2 separate regions of the Capsicum annuum genome follow, and region 1 is linked to region 2. Evidence: chromatin contacts called from public Hi-C data. All regions are on one chromosome and are shown on one strand. Each heading gives the region's core, a stretch centred on a gene start, on an enhancer-like site or on the middle of the called end of the contact. The rest is flanking DNA. Distances are from core to core; before and after follow the strand shown.

Region 1 (6,510 bases), core at 1,993-4,492, 150 kb after region 2:
AAGTCCAAAGGGCATTTTAGTCATTTTCCCTTGCCCCCCAGAACCCAAGTGACAAATTAAAACACTAAAAGGGCATTATTTGTGCACTTTTCATCATCAAATACATATATAAACCCTTCCCTTCCCAAGAACAAAAATTCAAACCCTTTTACCCAAGAAATCCAAGAATTCAAGCTTCCAAGTTCAAGAATTTTCAAGAAAACATCAAGAATAGCGTTTCTTTCATAAGTTCATCATTCAAGTCCCAAGATTCAAACTTTCTTCCTTAAGAATTCAAGGGTTCAAGTTTCAAATTCAAGTTTCTTCTAAAATTCATTCCACTAAGGTATGTAGGTGTTCATCCATGGGTCTTTTTCACCTATGGATCCCAAAATCCTTACTTTGATTAAAGATATGAGTTTTTTCCTTTTATGAAGTTTCACATGTTTAAGATAATCATGTCTTTCCTTTTTAATTTGATTCAATTCATGCCCAAGGATGATTTCATGAAAAGTTAGGTTATCTCATGCTTCAAGTTTCAGTTTCCCATGTCATATTCAAGTGAATTTCATGTTAAACCCTTAATTTATGAATTTAGCTATGTAATCATAGTGATTTCTCATGTCTAACACATTCCCATGCTCAAGTTCATGATTTTCATATTTTGATGAAATGTCTATGTTTTGGGTCTTTGAACATGATCTCATACTATAGTTTTTAAGTTTTATTATCGTATTTTATGGTAATTCAATACTGGCGGATTATGAACACCTGATACCTACGTGTTTTACATGATTTATATTTTTCAAGTAACAAGTCAGTTAGACTATGATTTTAATGTCATATTCAGAACACTACGATCATGTTGAGAATTATAAGTTTATAATTACCTCAGAATCTGTATGCACGGTTATTTTCAGAATAACATGACCTGAGCTTATCGGTTATCAGTTATTAGTGCATACACCAGTTAGTATTTTAATGTCTTTCAATTGGGAGTAGGATTTAGCACCGAGTGGGAAAATGGGCTTAGCACATTCTACTTCCCCAGAAACTACATGCCACCGTAGATTTATGTTTTTGGACCTCGCCAGAGAGTGTTTTCCTTTGCCCAATATGAGCTTAGTTTAGTGATCACTCTAGTTAGGTTCTACTACGATGGCAAGGATAGAACAACTCTCCTCAACGTTGGTCAGACGTTGGACTCCATAATAGCTCACATGATTTATGTCGGATACATGATAGCTCCCATAGCTCAGTTAGTATTTAGTATGTCTCATCTCAAATTTGCTTGACCAAAGCATACATATTTTCAGTTATTCAGATATACAGAATTCAGTGTCTCAGATTACAGATCATCTCAAAAACATGATTATGCTTGATCTGGCAGTCTCAGTTTTACATGTTCATGTTATTTTTCACGTTCAGTACCCATGCATGATCCTCAGTTCAGTTTTACAGTCTATTTAGTTTTACATGAGATTTACATACAATATTCATGTTTTATCACTTTCCAGTTCCAGTTCTACTTATTCTACAAAAATAAAGATTTAAGTAACTAAGTGTAGTGATTCACCAGCCTATCAGATTATGTTTGTTACTCATGCTTTAAGATACTTCAGCTTTTAGTTTTATTTCAGTCTCTTGGTGAGTCTACTTGCACTTAGCATGTATGTTTTAAGGTTAAATATGAAATCATTTTTACTTATTGCATTCACCCCCACTTAGTTAGTACATTCCAGGAGTACTGATCCACATATATGTCTATGTGCAACATTATCTCATAATGTTGGTACCGATTGTAGCCTACATGATATAATCAGATAGTTTGCAGCTTCCAGCCAGCAGGTGATGAGTTCTCTTGTTTCGGGGACTCCATTCAGTAGTAGTTCATGTACTTTTCTTTGATTATTCATATTTATTGAGTTGTGGTAGTTGGAGCCATGTCCCAGCTATTTACAGTTAGTATAGTAGAGACTTCATAGATAGTTAGTCAGAGTCATGATATTGTAAATCAAGTTCTTTCTTCAGATGTATCATGTTGTAAACTTATTCCGTATTATATTCAATCAGATTTTCTCATCATTATTCTTCCACTCAGCATATTATGTTTTGTTATATACATATTAAATCAGTTACTCAACAGTATGCCAGTTCATGGGTTGGCTTGGGGTCACTTGTGGTTCCAAGCACCGTGTTATGACTAGGGGATAGTCTCGGATCGTGACAGTACATCAGAAAAAATGGGACATCCAATCTTATAATATCGAGTTTTAAAATCATAAAATGATAAAATGCACCATTCGGGATGTGAATCCCATCTTATTATTTGTGGCAGGATACATTTCTACTATAGAACATTGATTCTTATTTGTTCAAGACTATGTTTGTTAATTTATACTTGTTAAATTTATATTTCTGTGGAATAAAAACCGCACAAATGTTTTTCTACCTCCGAACGTCGGTTTTTGCATACTTTTTTAACAACAAACAAAAAATTGAATTCCGAAGTCGGTTTTACAAATTTTCTTTTTATTTTTACAGAAACGATCTTTTGCATTTTCCCGATTTTGACACCAAAAACAACCGACCTCAGGAGGTTGATTTTGTTGATAGAAACTATACAATATTCTTTTAGAAACTGACCTCTTTTGAGGTCATCTTTAAATAGTATTTTTTAGTAGCGTAATCTAATATAATCGAAAAAGAGTGGTGTACAAATTCTTTGTACTACAATTCAATTTCTTATAGGCGTTCCCTTTTTACAACAACAATTGACTAAAAATGGCAAATGTGCAGACTGTCTTTGAAACTATTATTAGAGACACGATATACTTAGTGCCAATTGTAACTTAAACCTAAACAAACTATATTAAGGTACTTGTAGCAGTAGTTACTAGAAAACAAAAAGACATTAATATATTTTATTTATTAAATTAGGGCGGCATTAAACAAAACACAAATAAAAAAATCATGCTTGCCAGCCCCTGTACTAATTGAAACGCTGCAATAAGCATGCTCCAGATAGAGTAAAATTGTTTCAAAAATTCCTTTTGGAAAGAAAATATTATCTGATCTTTCATGCCAAAGGATGCATGGAATAGTAACAACATAAGGATGCATGGAATAGTAACAACATATTATTGAAAGAAGCAGGGAGTATGTAGTCATTTAATTTGTGTGATCACATCATCTTTTTGATTTATTTGAAAAGTAACACATATATTTACATTTACTATATTAACAAACCAAATTCTCTCGGTATATACAAGGTTGAAACTGTTAATTTGTGTGTGAAAACAAAGTTATGTTATTAAATTACATATTGTCTCTCAGCATTTACTGTTATTTATTTGTTACCGTTTATTGATTTTTGCCGTTACAGCTGAATTGCAATTATAACCTCAAAACGTCAGACTTTGTATACTCTCTCTACAACCAACTTTTTAATACACAGACTAAAATTTTCATAACAAATTTTACAAAGTGGAACTTGAGATATATTTTCTCATTTTTACCAAGATCAAGAATCTTCAATGAATTGTGATTCTAGACGCATACACATGATGTTAGGTTCCAAGTCAAGGTAACTCTTTTTTTCTGCTACAGATATTCTCGTCTCAGTTTTTCCTCTATGAGGTGGGTGTCTCAGACATTTTGCGGGCACTTTAATTATTTTACTCGTCACCTGTTATTTTCCACCAATGCTTAGACAGGTAAAAGGACCAATTGACAATGTTTTATATGGATAAAAATGTGTTATTGAATTTCATTTGTTATTTTTGATGTCCTGAAGTTGTGATTCATTGGTTTTCTTATGTTTTCTTTGTTCAATATTTGAGTTTGCATGATCATAAAGATTGAGTCTTTGATGTAATTTTTGGAGGATTTGCAGAGCTAAGTCCAATGATTTTGGAAAGAGGAGAAATTCTTCAATCATTTCAAAAACAATTACTGCATCCAAGCTTTGCAGATGTGATGCATTGGGATCACAAATTGATACCAATGCCCTTGTTTCTCTCGAAAAGAAGCCCTACGCTAAGCATTCGTCTCAGGTATTATACAAAATGCGATTTACTTATTATATAGGTGCCTGATGTGAAAAGTTTGTGTCAAAGATAATCTTAAAAAAAGACAATTAGTTCAGAAACATGGAGAAATGGATACTTAGAATTGATTACTTGGCTCCAGCTAGTTTTGGATACAACAACAACAATATACCCAGTATATAGCTCAACCTTAGAGGTGGGGTAGAGAGGTGTAATATAATTATTGTATCAAATCGACACAAAAAGGATGAATTGACTCCAATACTTAAAATCTCACCTTCTTTGGTGTGTCAAGGGATAAGTTTTTTTTTTTTTTTAATTAATTTTTTACTCAAGCGTATTATTGGGAAATAAGAAAACAGACTCTTGATTCTTTTTCCTTTTTTTTGGGTAGCGGTCTTTTTAATGAATATTGATTGATAGATAACAGGTGTTGTCCAAAAATATTAAATTTTATTTGCTTTTTGATTTTGTAGAATCAGACCGATAGACTGGGTGTCATGCAAGAGCAAATGGAAAAACTTGAGGATTTGAGAGAAACAATAGCACGATTAGATTCTGTTGAAGGAGAAAAGAACAGAGCTATTAATGAACGAAGTGAGATAAAACAAGTAGCACATGAGGCCAATATGAAGGCAAGAGATGAAATAACACCAAGGAAATCAAGTGAACTCTATGCAGAAGTTAGGACTCTGAAGGAATTGCTTACTAACAAACAAGAAGATCTAAAGATAAAAGATAAGAATATCTCGTCTTTGAAGTTGGAGCTCGAAAAGGCCAAAAGTTATAATCTCAAGATAGCGGTAAATGACGCTAGTTCAGGACAAGTGAAAGAGCGATTTAGTCCCTTAAAAGCCTTCAAGATTCGATTAACGGATTGGTTGTCCAATTTTAAAAGAAGGGTTCAAGAATTAGAAGATGAATTGGAGAACAGGAAATTATCAGAGTCCAAAATATTTGATGCTTGGTTATCAAAGTCAAGGCAGTTTGAAGAAATCAAGATTGAACTCAAAGAATCCTTGCTGGAAATAGCTTCTCTTCATGAAAAGCTTGAATCTTTAGGCACTTCTTACAATGGAAAGATTAAAAGCCCAGCCGAAAAGGAAATAGAGAAAATAAAATCTGAACTCAAACTGGCAAAAGAGAACGAGAAGATTGTATCATCAAAGGCCAAGGCTTTGAAAGATGAGATGAGTTTGCTAAAAAATGGAATGAAATTGGCAAATGAGGCAGAAGAAAAGAGCAGAAGGGCCTTAGATGATTTAACGTTAGCGTTGAAGGAAGTTGCTTCGGAAGCATCTGAGGCAAAAAAGAAACTTAGCGCTAAACAACTAGAATTAGGATTAGTGAAAAAGGAGGCTGGAGATCTGAAAGATTTTATCAAAAGCACTAAGGACAGGTATAAAATGTTTTTGGATGAGGCGAAAAAGGAAACAGAATTATATAGGAAAACAACAGAGAGATTGAAATTAGAGGCGGATGAGGCACTTTCGGCTTGGAATGGAAAAGAAATGAGCTTCGTCGTGTGTATAAAAGAAGTTCAAGAAGAACGAGATCTAGCTCTACACGAGGCTACTAAACTCAACGAGTCTCTTAAAGCATCTGAGCAAAGAAGTAACGCAGCAAGGGAAGAAAACTACAAATTGAGAGACATCTTAAAGAAGGCTATCAATGAAGCAAATGTGGCAAAAGCTGCTGGTGACGTAGCTAGACAGGAAAACTGTCAACTCAAAGATTGTCTTAATATAACAGGGTGAATCAAGACTATGAATGTATTGTGAACAAAGTAAATACCTCACGATAATTTTAACAAGTATAAACAATTGCTTCTTTTTTTAACATCAACAGAATCAACAGATAATTTTAACGAGTATGCTTCTCCTATCATTATGATTTCCGTCCAACTACATTTTCACCTGAAATATACTAATCGCATTCTTTAGTTCATTACGTCAATATAGCACAAGGTACAAGAAAATATATATATATATTTGTTTTCAAAACTAAGCTAAAATATGAGTAAAATATGACATTTGGATGTATAAATATGCCCAAGATCAAGAACCAAAGGCCTTGTTTGGTAAATATTTTTCTAATTTTGATACTAGTAGGAATTTAATTAGAAGAAAGAATATTCAGAGGCGGATCTGGGGGCTGGGAGAGGGTTCTCGAGAACTCAGTAACTTTCGTGCGGATCTAGTATTTATATAGAGAAATCTAGTAAATATATAATAATACTTAGTTACGAATCCATAAATAAAGTGTATTGTTGATCTAGTGGAGTAGAGGGAGTTGTAAAAGTTTTGGTGACCTCATGTTGCTAACATCATAACGAGGTATAGTTTAATAAGAACGAACTATTGCCTATGCGACATTATATAGATTCAGCCTGAAATGGTACATTTATTGTCTTCGTTGGTGCTATTATACAATGCTACATAAATATGGTCATCTATCAGAAGAATAAAACTTTGGATTGGTA
Region 2 (6,069 bases), core at 511-3,010:
GAAAATCACAATTGCTTGTTGTATTAATAGTTAAGAAACTATTGTTCTAATAGTTAATTTATGTTCCATTTTTAAATTTCAAACAGTTTTTCTGCCTCTGTACATAAACTAGGTCTTGATTCTGTTAATCTTTTTGTCACATAAAATTTTGGTGATTATACTTTTATAAAGGATTTCTTTTGTGATGTTATTGGATCTAAATGATTTTGCCCATGTATTCTGTTAAATTAATAGAATTTATGTTCCATTTTTAAATTTCAAACAGTTTTTCTGCCTCTGTACATAAACTAGGTCTTGATTCTGTTAATCTTTTTGTCACATAAAATTTTGGTGATTATACTTTTATAAAGGATTTCTTTTGTGATGTTATTGGATCTAAATGATTTTGCCCATGTATTCTGTTAAATTAATAGAATTTGCAGCAATAGATCATTTTTTCTGTCCCACTATCGTGAGTTAATGAAGGGAAACCTTGGTGTAATTGCTAAAGTTGCTACATCATTTTTTCTGTCCCACTATCGTGAGTTAATGAAGGGAAACCTTGGTGTAATTGCTAAAGTTGCTACCATGTGACAGGGTGGTCATAGGTTCAAACTTGGAAATAGCCTTTGGCAGAAAAGAAATGCAAGGTAAGACTGCATACAATAGACCCTTATGGTCGGGCCCTTCCTCGGACCCTGCAATGGAGCTTTAGTGCATCGGACTCGGACTGCTCTTTTTGTTGGGTGAGTTAATGATCAATTAGTGTTGATATATATATATATATATATATATATATATATATAAATTGTATTACCAAATAGGAATTATACACGAGATCAAATTTAAAATGAAACCTAGAGAGTCTCAAATTCAGTGATCAAACAAGAAGAGGATAGCCAATCCTACATCAACAACCTAAGACTATAGCCAATCCTACATCAACCTACGGTTAAGGATAGGGGGTTATGTTCTCCCACCATATTTACTAATCTGGGCTAGCCTGTAAATAGTGTTATTAATCTCTGGACAACACTGCTTTTTTGTTTTGCTTAAAAAATTCTGATTGCACTCCATCCAAATTGAAAAAATGTAGCAGGCCAACAGATGCCAAGCATATTTTGTTAGAAAAGCTTCATTCCACTTGGTGCATTTAGTGAGACCTAACCCTCCTTCCCGTTCGGGTCTACAGACTAAATCCAATGCCATTAGAGTGAACCTATTGGTGACAACCTTCCTAATCCACAAGTTCCTACATATTGCTGTGATCCCCTTGAGCATATGTCTAGGCAATGGAAACATGGAAGGCCAGTAACTATGAATGTGCAGCAACACTGAATTTATCAATAGAACCCTGCCTAGGATAGATTCCTTGAACCCCAGCTACTAATTCTCGATGTTAGTTTATCAAGCAAACACTTCACAGTTCACTTCGGACAAACTTTTTGGAGAGAGTTATTCCTATATACTTAAATGGTAGTGTACCTCTTTTATCTCATGCCAGCTCGTAGATATCCTCTATACATTGTGCCTCTATATATTGTGCCTCCATATTTGCACATAATATGTTTGATTTGGTTGAATCTGTTTTTTGTCCTGAAGCGTTAGAAAATTTTTTGTGACCCCTGAGCATAAGTACAACTTATTGGAAATCTCCTCAGCAAAACATTAGGACATCATCCAAATCCGTTCAAATGTCACCTTTATCATAATTCTTGACTGGTACTTCATACAAATGCCAAACAATAAGGGGGTGGTTGGGTCTTCCCGCCTCAACCCCCTTATCTCTTTGATGTCCCAATACAAGTCTCCATTATTGCAGTGTTTACTCTGTTGTTGTGATACAATTCATAGTTCATTTTATGAACTGCGGTGAAAAATTCAGGGCATGTAACATCTCCTTCACAAATTTCCATTCAATTGAATCATATGCTTTCCCCAAGTCTATCTTAATTAAGCAACTCTTCATAGTCTGCTTCCTGTTATATAAGCTTACTAGGTCCGGACAAATAAGTACATTTTGAGCAGTAGTACTTCTAACCACAAAAATAGCTTGAGTTTCTAAGATGATGTTTGATAGCGCTTGCTTGAGCCTATTGTATATCTTATATATTGTGCTGCAACAGACAATTGGTCTGCAATCTCCCACTTCCTCAACATATTCAGTTTTGGGAACTAGTATTATCAGTATCTTGTTCCATACTTTTAGCATTTTTTCAGCGTTGGCAAATTCCTTCACAGTTGTCACTCGATCATCTTTAATTGTATAAACAACAGAAATCCTAGAGCTAATGAAATTAATTACATAGTATCCTGATTCCCTTTCTCTCCCTAATTTGAAAAAATACATATATATGTCGACCTAACCTTATACATTAGTGGAATGTACAAGGTAAACTGTTTTTCCTATGTTTAAGGAAATTAAATCAACCATCATTATTCTCTAACTTAATTAACGGAACACATTAATTTACTGATTTGGTGGATCCTTAAAATCAGTTACAGTAATTTAAATTGAAAAAAAATTTGGTGATGTATAGTATTACCATTTCTAATGTATGAGCTTAATAAAATCAAGGTAAGTTATGCTACTATTTTTAATGTATAGTGTTACCATTCTAATATATGAGGTTAAGACCGTCAAATTAAGTTATTTTTCCATTCTAATGTATGATGAGACAATTCTAATGTATAGTATAAAAATTTTATGTATGAGGTTAATGCAATCAAGGTAAGTGATATTACCATTCTAATGTATAATGTAACCAATCTAATGTATAATGTAACCAATCTAATATATGAGGTTAACACCGTTAAGATAAGTTTTGTTATGTATGGGGTTAACACAGTCAAGGTAAGTGATATTACTATTCTAATGTATAATGTAACCAATCTAATGTATGAGGGTAACACCATTAAGTTTTGTTGGTCTCCTCAAGTAATAGCGCATGCTGTTTGCAAGAATTTGAAATGTTACAGATTGAAGTTGCCATCAATGATTTATATCAAGCTGAATATGACAATTGAAATTGCTTTCACACAACAACGCGAGTTACCTGTTGAAGGGGCTTGATGAGAGCTTTGTTTTTGTAGTTTACGTGAAATTTTTCTTAGCTCAAATCGGAAAAAAGAATTTGATTTGGTAAAGTTAAAAAAAACCCTCATATCGGAAAAAAAAATTGATTTGGTAAAAAAAAACTTCAAAAATTATTGAAGGAGATGAAGTTAATCACTTTGATCAGTTAATATGCTTGAAATTTGAAAATTTTGAAACTACCAGATCACATTTGCTTGATTTTAAACAAAGATTAAGGAGTACTAAGAGATGGAAATCGGTGTGTTTGATATGTATGGGAATTTTAGAGAGAAAATGTAAAGGATGTGATATTGTGTAATTAATTTGGGATATTTGTAATTACTACTTTTGTTAAATGGGATATTATATAATAACTAATAGTTAACTTGTATATTTGCGTAAATTTTCTTTAATTGTTCCCCAACTTTCCTCAAGATATTTGACTCGCATACCTATCCAAACCTAGGGCCTTGTCACCGGAAATAGCCCATCACCCTTCTGCTCTGCCTCAGTGAATCCAACTCCAGCATGATTCTTTGCTCTTCAGATACTAATGGCCCATGTTGTACTACATTGCTGCATATATACTCTCTGTTGGCTGTAGATGTTCCCAATACATCAATGTAAAATCTTACGAAAGCAGTAGTGATGCTTGTCATATCACTACGTGTTTACTCGGTTGGATCCTAAGGGATAAAGATTCTATTTGTATTTCTTCTAGCTTTTAGCATGCTGTGGAAGAGCTTTGTGTTCAAATCTTCTTGTGCTAGCCATGGAATCTTGCACTTCCGTGGTTGAAATTTTGTCTTGGCGTCTTTCCATTTCCCACATTCCCTTGCATATCTTGTTTCCTTGGTGATCAAGCTCCTTTGTACTCTTTCTCTAAAATCAGGTGCCAAGCTCTCCACATACTATAGTACTTGAACCTGTGAGTAATACTGTGTTCCAGCCCAATTAATTATAGCTGGGCAAATGATCATATAATCCCTCAGCTCCATAGTGGGCCTCTGAGTCGAGCAATATCGTTACCTAACTCTAGTGGCTTCGGAGGATGGAGCAACAGAAGCAACCCGCTCAATCTGAGAGGCCACCAACTAGGTAAGCAAATGAATCGACTGGCGAAACTCAGTATTAGACAAACTCAGTATTAGACACGACAACCTAGGGTGCCTGAGGAGGGACAAGAGGAACCGGTGGAGCTACATCAGGGCAATAAGAAGCAGCGAGACCCTAGATCGGGTCAAAACTCCTAGAGTAGGACGAGCTCTATCCACATTGTCCTCAGACAGGATAAAAGAGTTTCCACAATTATCAGATCTTCTTGGAGACATGATCAGAAAGGAAAACAAGCGGGGATTAGAGAGATTCAAGACCTTAAGACTCTATAGCGTGAAAATAGAACAACAAGAATGGAAACATTCCTAAATGTCTTGTAGCCTTACCCTTATAAGTGTGGCGTGCTATACACCCATAAACGAGACTCTACTAGACATGACTTTGTTGGACCCAAAATGACACTAAACCTAAGCTTTGATACCATCTTTGTCACGACTCAAATCAGGGCTTGGCCGTGAAGGGTATCTCAAGTCCTACATGGACCGGAGACCACCCCTGCACCTAACAAGTTGTAACGACCTAAAAGTTTGATGAAATATGTGAAATTTATGATTTTGTGTGATTTGACTATTTTACCTCTCCCCGTAGTTGCATTATGATATTTTTGGGGTGTGAGAGTGAGTGACATGATTTTTGATGTATTTTGATATCATTTAAGCGATATTGTGGTTTTTGATGGCTTTGAGAGCCTTATTTTAGACTTATGTTGGATATCTTTTGATCCATGCGACGGATGGCCGAACGGACTGTGCCAACAACTTCGAAATATCAATTTTAGGCTAGGTAGACCTTTGGTTCGGGTCCCGGTGCACCTGAGCTCATTTCGACCTATTGATCGGAAAGTTGGAAAATTTAAAATATGGGCGTAGGATCCACATTTGATCGAAATGACCTCGGATGGAAAATTCGACTTTTCCAGCAGATCCATAATGTTGATTTTAGGGTGTTAGCATTTTTGGTAAGATTTTACGGCTTTTAAATCTCATTTTAACCATCGGTTTGAAAAATTATGATTTCGAATTTTGGGGGTCAACTTTGTGAAAACGATATTTTTTTTTTGAAAATTTGATATCGCCATCGCATCCGAAACATCGAATTTAGTATGGTTGCATAGTTCATTTGCATGCATCAGACTTCGAACGAATTTCGGGTACCCCGCCGAAGTCCGAATTGAACTTTAAAAAAAATGCAGTTTTTTGTGCAGTCTTTCTGCAATATATATAGTAGTTTTGGGTTCATTTTGCTCATTTTTCATCTTATCTCTTGAGAGTTAAACCCTAAAATAGTGTGGGAGCTTAAAAGTAAAGTTTATGGGAGCTTGGAAAGCTAGATTAACATCTATTTCTTGGCTTTATTACGGATTTAAGGTAAGAATTCACCATTTTCTTAGTAATTTCTTGATTAGTTTCTCAAAACCCCAAAAATCTTAGGGATTAATTTTAAACCTCAATTTCATCCTTTTTCACTTGAATAATGTTTTTATTTTATAATTACTAGTTTTTCATCAATTTAACCTTCCAAACAACTCCGATTCTTGATTTTAACCCGAATTTTAAAGATTTTACCCGATAAAGCTCAAAAATATTTTTTCTTCGATTTGAACCTCGTTTTTGACTCAATTTAACTTGGGTTTTCAGCTGTAGGTTCCTACAAAACATGAGAAACATGTTTTGAAATAAAGTTTCGATTTTACTCTTCTTTTTTGGAAACTCATATCGAGGGTCCATTCTGACCCCAAATTAAAAGTAGTCAATATGAGTGTCGTTGGTTTTGTTTTGATGCGTAGATGTCATATTGATATTTTTAGTGGAGTTCGGGATCATTCGTAAAAAGTAAGGTCGCGGGTTCAAGTGTAGTGGACAGGTTTCAGCTTTCGAGATAGGTTATGGCTTAACTCT

Evidence for each region. Hi-C and Micro-C count contacts between places; a contact is called where the count stands out from the background.
Region 1: a Hi-C map of leaf shows a contact between it and region 2, with 2.4 times the contacts expected there. The contact joins the promoter of LOC107857378 here to the enhancer-like site in region 2. A contact is called at or near these places in 2 of 5 Hi-C or Micro-C datasets (leaf and placenta).

The regions. Positions count from the first base shown.
Region 1 is chr7:46,373,559-46,380,068 of UCD10Xv1.1, forward strand. LOC107857378 (putative WEB family protein At1g65010, chloroplastic) reads left to right here and starts at 3,243. Exons shown (of 3, transcript XM_016702267.1): 1 at 3,243-3,565; 2 at 3,875-4,034; 3 at 4,505-5,870. The coding sequence starts at 3,516. The coding sequence ends at 5,785.
Region 2 is chr7:46,229,356-46,235,424 of UCD10Xv1.1, forward strand. It overlaps LOC107850108 (ethanolamine-phosphate cytidylyltransferase), which reads left to right. Exons shown (of 10, transcript XM_047393525.1): 10 at 1-83. Among protein-coding and RNA genes, the nearest start is that of LOC107850108, 24 kb to the left of the region's middle. Within about 2 kb of position 1,761, at least 4 of the 5 cell types and tissues checked have an H3K27ac peak or open chromatin away from gene starts, as enhancers often do. A contact at or near this core is called in leaf, where this site is marked.